Linked DNA regions of Sus scrofa: region 1 is linked to region 2. A link is a contact called in public HiChIP or PLAC-seq data. All regions are on one chromosome and are shown on one strand. Each heading gives the region's core, a stretch centred on a gene start, on an enhancer-like site or on the middle of the called end of the contact. The rest is flanking DNA. Distances are from core to core; before and after follow the strand shown.

Region 1 (5,843 bases), core at 2,993-5,492, 190 kb after region 2:
TGAATTTACTCTCTCTGTTATTTGGTATAAATTATTGTTTGCCGTTAATACTTTTAGCAAACTTTTACAACCAAATAGATCAAAGTTTGATTTTTTTTCACTTTTAAATGTTTATTTATTTAAAGAAAATGATTTTTCTAAATCGAGAAGTCATATATCAAATATGCAATAGAAGCGATATTCCAATAAAATATAAAATCAGAAGAAAAGAGTACAAGAGAGACAATTCATAAATAAATAATGCCCAAACTGACTATTGAATCTATTTTCTGGTTATTGTAGAGCTAAATATGATCTCTACTTAAGATAAATTTGAATAAGTTGAGCAATATACTGTTATATTCAGTTTTTTAAAAATAGCATTTCAGCATTTAAAAAAGCAGAAAAAATTAATACTCTGGGCACAAGAACTTTAAAGTTCTGTGAAAACTGTGACATAGGCAACAGCATATATAATTACGTTCTGTGATACTGATACTTTATAAAAAGTGATACCTAATGATACTTAAAAGCAATATGTAAAAATCATTAGTTCATTTTCTAGTCTAATATTGATTTAATCATTTTTACAATGATTTTTATTTTTTCCATTATAGCTGGTTTACAGTGTTCTGTCAATTTTCTACCGTACAGCAAGGTGACCCTTGATTTAATCATCTTATTAACAATTCCAACTGCTCTTGTCTGAGGCAAGTGGATGAATGGAATTGTCTGGTGTTGAGTACTTCCGCCCCCACTTAAAACAAAAACAAAAACAAAAAAACCCTGAAATTTCTTTCTGACAGCTAGAGAAATAAGACTCCTGAAAGACAGACATCCAGGTCTTTAAAGATGGGCAAGGAGTATTTCTGGTTTTGTTGTGATTATTTCCTGCTTACTGTTGACTTTGGTACTTCTTGGCAACTGCTAATCTTCTGTGAGCTTGAAGATTTTCCAATTGCTCAAACGTTTGGTGGTAACTCACAGGACTAAGGGACAAGGAGACCTGAGAAAGACGGGTGCTGTATGGGTACCTGAGAAACACTGAAAACAAGACCAGAATTGTTTCCTCCTTGGATCCTTTAAACATGGTCTCCCTTGATTTTTAAACTCATGCATTTTGAAGGGCATTGAAATTCACACGTTCATAATCTTTCCACTCTGCATATGCAGACATCATTTTGCATGAGGCATTGGATACATGAAAAGATTCATGAATTCTATCTTTCAGGGGGCTTATATCCATACCCATGTGTGTGTCCACATCTGTATCTATATCCATATCGATAGCTGTGGGTCTAAAGCCTTTCTGACATTCAAGTACATGATTTCAAACTTGTTGCCAGTGAAAGGAATTTAAACTAGACCTGTGTTTGAAGATAAGGGTATGAAAAGGATCAGGTCTAATGCTTGGCTTCTCTGAAATGACTGCTGGGCGCCACATACCTTATGTTAAGGTGTTTTTCTTTTAAGTATCTGATTAACATAAAGGTTTTTTATATTATACAAATACATAATACCATGATTATGGAAATAAAAAGCCACCCACAAGCTTACTATCTTTATAAATCATCTATTTCCATTCTTTCCTGTCTTTTCCAAAAAAGCATATTTTCTCACAGTGTTGGACATGCAGCACAAATATAATTTTGCATTCTAATCTTTGTCATAAGCACCACACAATGAACAATTCCAAAGTGGTCTTTATAATGACCTATTTGAATGGCTTCAAAATATAACTTTGGTGATTATATTGTCATTTATATCAGCATTTTGAAATTATCCTTGGACATTTATATTATCTCTAGTTCACTTCTATTATCAATAATACTCCTCTGGGCACCTTTCTGCCATCCCTTTTCCTAGGCGTGGATTATTTTCTTACAATAAATCTCCAACAGTGGAATTGTTGGGCCAAAAGCCACAGGAACTTGGTGAAAGTGTTGGTCGTTACCTCCTTTAATGTATTTATTTTTAACCACAGTCTTCCCCCCTCATTTAAGCAGACTAACTTACTAGTTCACCAGCTCACTCATTAACCATCTCAGTGTCCCAGCTTCCTGGTTTTTTCCTCTCACATCCAATGGGCTCACAAAGTCCCTTACATCTGCCCCTTTCTGGCAATGAACCTCTAGTTCACGTATTTGTTACACAAATAATTTGCAGTGATAATTTTTCACCCTGAATCCACCACTTCACAGATCTATTGTCTGGCTTCAAGGAATTCCCCATCTGCAAAAGTGTCCGTGAGGCAGAGTCTCAGTGATTGTGAAAGGGGCCTGCTGATAAGCCAGGTAAAACTGGTCTCCTGTCCATCTGCTCTTCTGTCTCTTTCCAATTAAGTCTCTGCCAAGACTCCTTGGGCTCTACCCCCAACCTGTTCTGCCCGCTCTTTCCAAAGTGCAGGCAACAATGTGGACATAGTCAGGGATACTCACCATATGCCCACTCTCCCTAGAATCAGCCTAGATCTCATAAGGGACCCATCGGACACTCAGATGTAAGATTTACCATCAAGAACCCTTTGAAGAGATAAGATATATATGCTCTAAGGATATGGCTGAAAGTCTGTGGTTCTACTAAAAGTTCAGAAGAGATGGATAACATCATGGGCCCTATGCTGGGCCTAGAAGGAAGCAGAGAGGAGTACAAAAAAAATTTCATTTGGAGGCATTCATTTTTTCACCATTTAGTCAATAAGCATCTGCCCCATCACAGGCTCTGAGCTAGGAGCCAGGCGTATAGAGGAATTAGATGGTATCCCGGTTCTTCAGAAGATCACAACCCCCAGGGGAGACACTCATGTGAAGATCATCATCCTGTGGTGCAATGCTCAGTAACACAGAGAAATTGACAGAGCTATGTTCAGGCAATGGCCAGATCTGCCTGGGAAAGGAAAAAGGTCTGACAGAAAAGGAAACCTCCCTCCACACCAAAGGGATCTGGAGTGTTTTGTGAAGATCAGATGAGCAAAATGGGGAGGTAGCCGGGGTAGAGTGCTTGTTTTAACCACGAGACCTGGGTTTTCGCCTGACTCTGCTGCTTCCCAGCTGAGTGATTGGGATCATGTTCCTCAAAGTCTCTGGGCTCCAGTTTTGTCACAAGCAAAATGAGGATCATAATACTTCCACAGGAATGGCTGGGAGGTTGAAGGAGAAAGGTGATAAAGGGGCAAGTAAAAGAATTTACCGTCATCATCACCATCATCATCATCACATAGGAAAGCACTTTGGAAATTCTCCATCCTGGTATAAATGAGCAAAGTTATTGGGGTGATGACTTAACTATTACCATGACTACCTTCCCTTGCCCACCAGGATCTTCCTTACATCTGGAAACAGAAGGACCTGTCTATGAATGAGCAGGATTCACTCTTGCCACCTACCACATCTTTTTCCTTCGGGCAAATCTTACTCTGTAAGGCCTCAGAATGTTAATTTTGCATCTGTAAGTCCTCCTGAGCATGATTATTAGCATTTTTTTTCCTTTAAGGAAATTAAATTATGTAGAGTCCACTAAACCGAAGGATATTTAAAGAGAGTTGGCCATATGCCCAGGGTTCACCTAGTCACCCAGGCATTACTGAACAGGCCATTTATTTCATAATTTCTCACAAGAAACTGTGGCAATGGCCAGAGATGACATAGGTGACAGATGAGTCAAGGAGAGAGGGTGACTCAGAGGCAACTATCTTAGCAACCTCCCCTCCGTCCCCCCACCGCAACACAACTGGCAGCCTTGAATATGCTAGCTTCCATAGAGATTTATACTTTTGTTTGGATATTGCTTTAAGGATATCAAAGGATCTGTATTCCTGGAAGCCTCCTTCCTTGTTTCTTCCCTGAGGCCCTTCAGACCATGCTCCAATTCATTCCTTTGTAATGAGAAGAATGCACATTCCTTGGGAATTTATTCTATGCCAAAAATCATACACTGTCTTTTACATTCATTGTTTTATTTACTCCTCACCACTGCCACCCAGGTGTGATGGTTAACCTCAACTTACAGATGAGGAAACTGTGGTGTAAAGAGAGCAAGTGGCTGGCCAAGGTGAGTCCAGGAATATCCGATAGGACTAGCCATACATAGGTAGTTCAACTCCAGAGCCCCTGCTGATGGCCATTCTGATATTCTACCTTTAGGTAGGAAAGGCTGGAGCTCCATGTCACAACAAAAATCTCAGTCACTTCTGCTCTGAGTCAATGCTGAGGATTGCCTTAGGATTGGCTTCTCAGAAAGCGAGAACTGTGGAAGAGAGGAAATTAGCTGAAGGGTGTTCTAGGCAGTCTTCTTCCTGTGCAGGCAGCCAGAGAAAGCCTGGCTCTGGGAACATGTCCTACAGAGCTCCTGCTGGCGGGTAGAGGAAGTTTACCTTAGTAAGGAAGAGAGAACATCTCTGAAAGAGGAAGAGCCAAGTTTAATGACTCTCCTTCAGACTCTGTCTCCCTGATTGCCTGTGCAAGATTTTTTTTTTTCCCTTGAGAAAATGTGATCAAGTTTATCACCTCAATCACAGCTCTGATCTTGTCTCACACTAAGAACCTCCAATAATGGTTTTTCACAGTCCTAATCAGCAGTCTCCAAACTTTCTGAGTATGGAGCCCCACCCATTAAAAGATTTATAATTTGTGTGCTCAAATGGATTCATAATACGTGTGTCTGCATGTGTGTCAAACCATGCCAGTGTATTATGCACATTATAAAAATAAATGAAAAATATAAATTATAAAGGAGATAAATGTGGAATAAAAAATACTTTAAAAGTCCTGCTAATCCTATAACATCATATTATCTTTTCTATCATCCCAAGACGTAATCAACACTCTACGAGGGGTTTATCATTAATCACAGGAGTGTAAACCCATATTTCAAGCATTCTTTCTGAGAATTTTGAGTTTTTTTTTTCTTTTTGCCTACTGCTTGTTATATGTGATTAGATCATCATTGGCTTTAACCCCTGAAATGTAGCCAGTGGGAAGCCAAGAAGAGGAGAAAACATCAGCTCTATCATTGTTTTGTTGTTGGCTTGTAATTGTTACAAGAATTATTCTCACTCCATGAGTTCTGTGCAGGAATCTTATAAAAGCACTTGTCCATTTAGTGAGAATTTATTTCATAAAATCGAGGTAAATCTTCCATAAATCCAAGAAAGTAGCTGAAGGAGAATGGAAGTATGGGGAGCTCATGGACCCTCTAGGGGCTGAGCATCACTACCCCTCCCTCAGAATAACCTTAGCTGGAGATGGACTCATTTTCCTTGGGATCCAACATGGGTCCCCTAGTCCATCTATGTAGGCAATAATAGGAACTTTACCTTCTTTTATGTAAATAAAACTAAATATAAATGAAGATCCCAGTTTGATTTGCACACCCTCCTGGGAGCATGCACTCCTCTTTGGGAACCTTTATCTACCCAAATGAGAGTCCTTAGCCTTCCAAGACTGGTGACCTACTTCTTCAGCCATATCTCCAACTGTTGCTAACCCCACACATTCCCATGGTCACCCACATACTGCCCTGTACAAACACAAAGGGCTGGACATCTTTCTCTGAAAACTTTCTTCCCATGAGCCTTTGCTCCAAATGTTCCCCCTGCTTGGAACATCCTTGCTTTCCACTGTGATCTTTTGAAATTTTACTCGTCCACAGAGGCTCACCTTAGCCTCCACCTTCTGTGGGAAATAATAATATCAACTCACATTTACTGACTTACTACATGTCAGACACTGCATTATCTCACTTAATCTTCACAAAAATTCCAGGAGACAGGTACTAGTATGAGAAAGCTGAGGAATAGAGAACTGCCCAAAGCCACAAAGCTAAGAAATGGGGAAAGCAGGAACCAAACCCAGGGAGCCAAAACC
Region 2 (5,289 bases), core at 533-3,032:
TTTAGGTATCTCCTAGAAGAAACCTCAGTATAATGAGATTTTTTGGTGTTCAAGTAACTAAATCCTCTTGGATGCAGCTGAAGGCAGACCCACCAAAAACTTAATTTTGGCTCTGTTGCAAATAGTAGTATTAGAATGTGGTTCATGATTAACTGTGGGCTTTGTACTGTCATCATTATCTCTGAGAAAATGAGTACATGGATAGGAAAAAAGGCATTGCATCCTGGGATAAGATTTTTGTCTTTAAAATTGTTGCTAGGATGGTAAGGAATAGATTCTTATTACAGTACTTAGCTGTGCTGTGTTTGCAAATCACTGACCTGATAATTTGCAGAATCCTTATTTCAGAAAGATTTGTTCTAGTGGAAACTGGAATTCGTAATTTGGAGCTGGACACATCCCAAACCCAGAAGAACTCAGCTTGATAGGACCTGCAGCTACCTCCATCCTTACTCAGCCCTAAGCAGGCAACAATTTCGGGCAAGGCTTTAGTGGGCAAGAGTTAGGGACCCCAGGTTTTTCCTGATTCTGTGTGTGACTCGTGTGATGTTAGGAAAACCACTTTTCTGTTAGTTGAAGCTCAGTTGCTTCAACTGTCACATGTTGGGCTTGGATTTATCAATGTGCTTCTAACTTTGAAAGCCATTGTATTATTATTATTAATATTTATTATTTTTTCCTGAGAATGCTGTGGGAACCTAGGATGTATAAATGTAAAAGTACAGGGGGCTGAGGACTTAGAGCCCCTTCATTTACTCCATTTGTGTTGCTGTGTGACCTCTTCATGGAAGGCAGTATGGAAATGATTGGCTAACTCCCAGAAACCCCTTTAGTCCCCAACACCAGCATTAAGGACCAGTACTATCTTAGATAGTTAAACATCTGAGGGCTTGCAGTAAGCTCAGAATTCAGGATCCAGAACTGGGCAGATAGAAAAAGGGGTCATAATGGCATAACTGGGGTAGAGGGCAGCACGACACAGATGTTACGCTTCACAGGTGCACAGCACTTTACAGTTGACAAGATATTTGTGCATCAGTTGTCTCTTTAGAGCTTGCCCAGCACTGCACATATAGATATTTTCATGATGACCTTTCATGAAGCAGCGATTGGGTACCTGGTACAGGGATATACCAGGAATACAAAGAGGCTCCATTTGAGCCTCAGGAAGCTCATCATCTGATAAAGGAAAAGGCATGTAAACATATTGCAATTGCAAAATTGAAAGGTTCTAAGAGAAGTGCATGCAAATGTGGAAGGGAGAAGAGAAAGAAATGCTTCACTTTTCCTTGGGGGGGGAAGAAGGCACACTTAGTGGGGAGTGGGCCCTGCCCTGGGGAGTGGAGTTCCCCAGGCATTTAATGGGGTGGGGGGTTGGGGGTCATTCCACCTGTTTGAAGTCTAGACAACTCCGAAAAAGCCTGGTGGGGAAGAGAAGAGGAGTCTGGGGAACCTGGCTGGGGGGGTTGGGTAGCAAGGAGAGTTGCGGCTGTGAAGGTAGCCTGGTGGGGAAGGGCCTTGAATGCAATGCAAAGAATTTGGACCCTGTGGCAATGAGATCTGAGCTTTCTAGATGAGGAGACAGGTTCACAGAAGTCTGAACCTTTGCTGAAGTCACAGGCACGGGGAAAGCAATTGCAGGGCCGGCTGGACCAGTGTCCTGTGGCTCTTCCTGCTACCCTGTGCTGCCTCCAGCAGGCCTGAACCAGGCAGGCCCTGCGTGGGAGAGGCCTCTGGGCTGTTTATCCTGCTCGGTAGGGCTGGCCCTGGCCGGGAATGGAAGCGGGTGGGGTGGGGGCCATGGAGGAGAGGAGGGGCCTGACAACAAGGGCTACATTCAAGGCCTGCACTGGAGCCTGCGAGGAGAATGGAAAGCTACAGTCTGTCGGAGCATCCAGCCTTGGCAAGGCGGTCGGGGCCTTATAAGGAAATGTTGTTCTCTCCCAGCCAGTGGGGCTGGGATGGAGCCCTGTGCCCACAGGACAGAGCTGCCCTTGTGGGGGTAGGCCGGGGTGCCACCCGCCCCTCTGTTGTGAGCCAGAGCTCTCAATGGGCCACTTCTGCAGGCTCAGCAATCCCTCTCAGCCCCAGCCTGGGAGCAGCCCCCACCCCCTCCGTGCCCTCCACTCCCCAGTGCCCTGGGCTGATTGGAGGAAAGGAAAAAAACAAAACAAAACAAAGCCTTGGCCAGATTTCAGGCCTCCATGCTGTTTGATGCCGAATAACCCCGAAAACAGGCTCAAGTCAAATTCCCTCTCCCGTCTCTGCAGGGTGTGCGAGGGGAGGGATGGCTCTGTGCCTTTCGTCCCTGCCCTGCACCCAGTTGTCTCCTCCTTGTGACCACAGAACTCCCAGCGCTGAGTTCTGTCGTTGCAGAAAGGCAGAAAGTGGGCAGAAAGAAGCCTGGTGCTGGTGCCGAGGGGGCCGGGCCACTGGCACTGGCGCACTCCTAGGAGCAGGGCGACTCTCTCCAGACTCCTTACCAGTGCCCAGCAGGCCAGAGGGCCTGGGAGACTTCGGAGGGTGCAGAGGAAAAACACTGCTGGCCAGTAGAGCAACAGAGAAGGCTCCTAGGGAAACCATGGTCAGGTCAGCATTCCTCAGCTCCTGGAAGCGGCGCAGCTCTGCAGCCGTGAGGGGTGATTTAAAGCACTGATCCCTAAGAGATCTCCCTAAACCTGAGACGGGCTAGGAGCAGAAGAGATGCTTAGTGTGGCCTTTCACTTTGCTTATTCGCAGACGCACAGACGCATGAAACCCTGGAGCTACCAGGAAACAGGTCAGCCAGCCCAGCTCTCCACCTAAAGCAAACTTGGCAGAACTTTCAGCCGCCTGTGCTCTCCCCGTGACCATGAACTCAGTCCCTCAAGCCAGTTCCTTTGCATCTACAGGTGACCCTGTGTGTCACCCACCAAGGCACCACCTCGAGGGTATTGTCCAAAGCCGAGCCATGAGAGTCACACAGTGAACAAAATGCGAAGGAGAAAGTTAGGAGCCCTGAGAAAATCATGGGGAAAATGTTCTTAGAGTTGAGAGAAAGGGAAATTCCTCTTGAATAGGTGACCAGAGCAGTGTTCATTGAAGGCCAGGGGTGAGGGGAGACATTTGGGGTGCAGAAAGGCTTGGAGTTCAGGAAGTGATATTTTACTATTATTATTATTCTTTTTAGGGCTGCACATGTGGCATATGGAGGTCCCCCAGCTAGGGCTGAATCGCAGCTGCAGCTGCCGGCCTACACCACAGCCACAACAACGCAGGATCTGAGCAGCATCTTCGATGAGCCTGCATCCTCAAGGTACTAGTGGGTTTCTTAATCTGCTGAGCCACAACGGGAACTCCCGGGAAGTGACAAGCTTGGAGAGTGGGGAGGTGGTTTCCAGGAGAAGTGGTAGTGGGCAGGTGGGCAGGGAGGGACAACTTTGGGCTGGCTTGGCCCATGAAGGGATGGGCATGGTTAGTGTGTACATCTGGGAGAGAGGAGCTTTGTTAGTATAGAGGCGAACACCAGACTTTAGAGGCTCTGGGTGTCAAAGGGAAGAAGGGGCTCAAGTGAAAGAAGCCAGGAGCCATGGAAGGCTTTTGAGCATCAGAGAGGCAGGGCTTTAGCAGTGTGAGCTGGTAGCATGCACAGGCAGAGGTGGAGGGAAAGCATCTTCCTCCCCATTTCAGTCAAATCAGGAAAGTGCTCCTTCCACAGGCAGAGCTCCAGATGGGCTGTATTCCCCTTCCTAGGGTCTGGAGGCCTGGCTCTCCAGAGGGCCACTCAGACCACAGGATTTCAAGTGCCGTTGGGTTTGAGATGCTTTTCAAACAAGCAGTGACACTTTCTCCCAGGAGAGAATTAAGACTGGCTGCTTTGGTTCATTTCTCTTTTCGAGTTGAGGATTTTGTACACAAGTCGTTCTGCTCAGATGCGGTTAAGAAGCCTCATCTTCAGTCCTTTTTAACAGGATGTTATTAAAATGCATCCGGGGTTGAAAAGTAAAGACACGGTGATGCCATCTCATCTCAGAGAGCCTGTCCTTTGCAGGGCACCTACTGTACACATGCCCGAGCTTGCTGTGCCACTGATGGCATACTGGTGGTCTTCTCCCTGTTTCCTCTCTATTGCTTCCTTCCTTTTCTTATTCCGAGAGCGCACTGCTCACTGCCTTGTCCCCCCATTGTGGCACCACCACACTGAGGAGGCAGGACCCTTTGCAGAGCAGCTTGGGCCCCTGTTGGGAGGAGAGCAAGGATGACTGCTTGCCCTTAACGAACACCTGAGGGGCTCTGGGGCAGAGCAATGAGCTCGCTCTGTGTTCAGACCCTGAGTTCTGTAGTCCAGTGCCGGCACTGCTGTCTCTGCAACAGGCTTGTGAAGAACTTGAACTTGGTCCTCACACTCTGGTTCCTGCCTTGTGGCCATGAGGGCTGAACCCTGAGAAGCTAATGCTATGAATCTGCATAGCAGCAAATCTTGCTTCCCACCAAATTTTTCCTCCCCTTCAGTGCAGACACTGACACTTAGGGTCACAGAGATACAGTTCCATTCATGTAAAAACTGGCTGCTCCCTTCCCCTCCAGTAGGTAGGGTTCATTTTGAATTTGTATTAGACAAAAATGAATTTATTTCTCCCTTTTTAAGAGCATATGTGAGCATTTTATGGTGAGCTACTGTCTTAACTCTAAAGGGTGAATTTCGAATAATAAACTTGGATGGTGGCTAGGGTCCCATTGTGTGATGTCTCCTTGGTACCCCTTATAATTTTTTACCACCACCATTTAAATTATCTGCTAGCCTGTCTCCAGTTCAGGGAAATGTCATTGGCAAATCTTGTTTCGGTTTTCATTTTACTTAATTTTATCTAAATGTTCATTCCGTATTCACCCATTTATTTGATTTGGTGATGAGTAGTTCAAAAAAAAAAAAAAAAATAGAAGAGCATAAAGGGAATTCAGTCAAAGTCTCCCTCTTACCCTTTCCCCAGTTTCCTGTCATCCTCCCTCAAGGCAGTCTGTGTTACAATTTCCTTGTGTATCCTCCTCTGTGCTGTTTTCATGGAAATATTTATCAAGGACTTCCCTCATCTAGTAGATACAGGTTCAGATTCAAAATGATACCAAGCCTGTTCAAGTAAAATTTTCTAGGGGTCATTGTTCTTTCAGGTCTGCCTGCCTGGAATGCTGAGCCCTGATTCTGGATGTTGGAGAGCCCTCATCTAGTCCAGGGACACAGATGTCCTTCATGTCCTCTGGCCCAGCCCTTCGTGCTGATGGGCTGAGGATGCCTGAACGCACTCTCTGGAA

What was found. HiChIP or PLAC-seq counts read pairs in DNA pulled down with a chosen protein or histone mark.
Region 1: a contact with region 2 is called in an H3K27ac HiChIP or PLAC-seq map of skeletal muscle, with 4 times the contacts expected there. The contact joins two enhancer-like sites. A contact is called at or near these places in 2 of 2 datasets of contacts at active chromatin or transcription factors (alveolar macrophages and skeletal muscle).

The regions. Positions count from the first base shown.
Region 1 is chr13:125,493,185-125,499,027 of Sscrofa11.1, reverse strand. No RefSeq gene overlaps it. Among named protein-coding and RNA genes, the nearest start is that of BCL6, 110 kb to the right of the region's middle. Within about 2 kb of position 4,242, at least 10 of the 83 cell types and tissues checked have an H3K27ac peak or open chromatin away from gene starts, as enhancers often do. A contact at or near this core is called in skeletal muscle, where this site is marked.
Region 2 is chr13:125,680,489-125,685,777 of Sscrofa11.1, reverse strand. No RefSeq gene overlaps it. Among named protein-coding and RNA genes, the nearest start is that of LPP, 99 kb to the left of the region's middle. Within about 2 kb of position 1,782, at least 46 of the 83 cell types and tissues checked have an H3K27ac peak or open chromatin away from gene starts, as enhancers often do. A contact at or near this core is called in skeletal muscle, where this site is marked.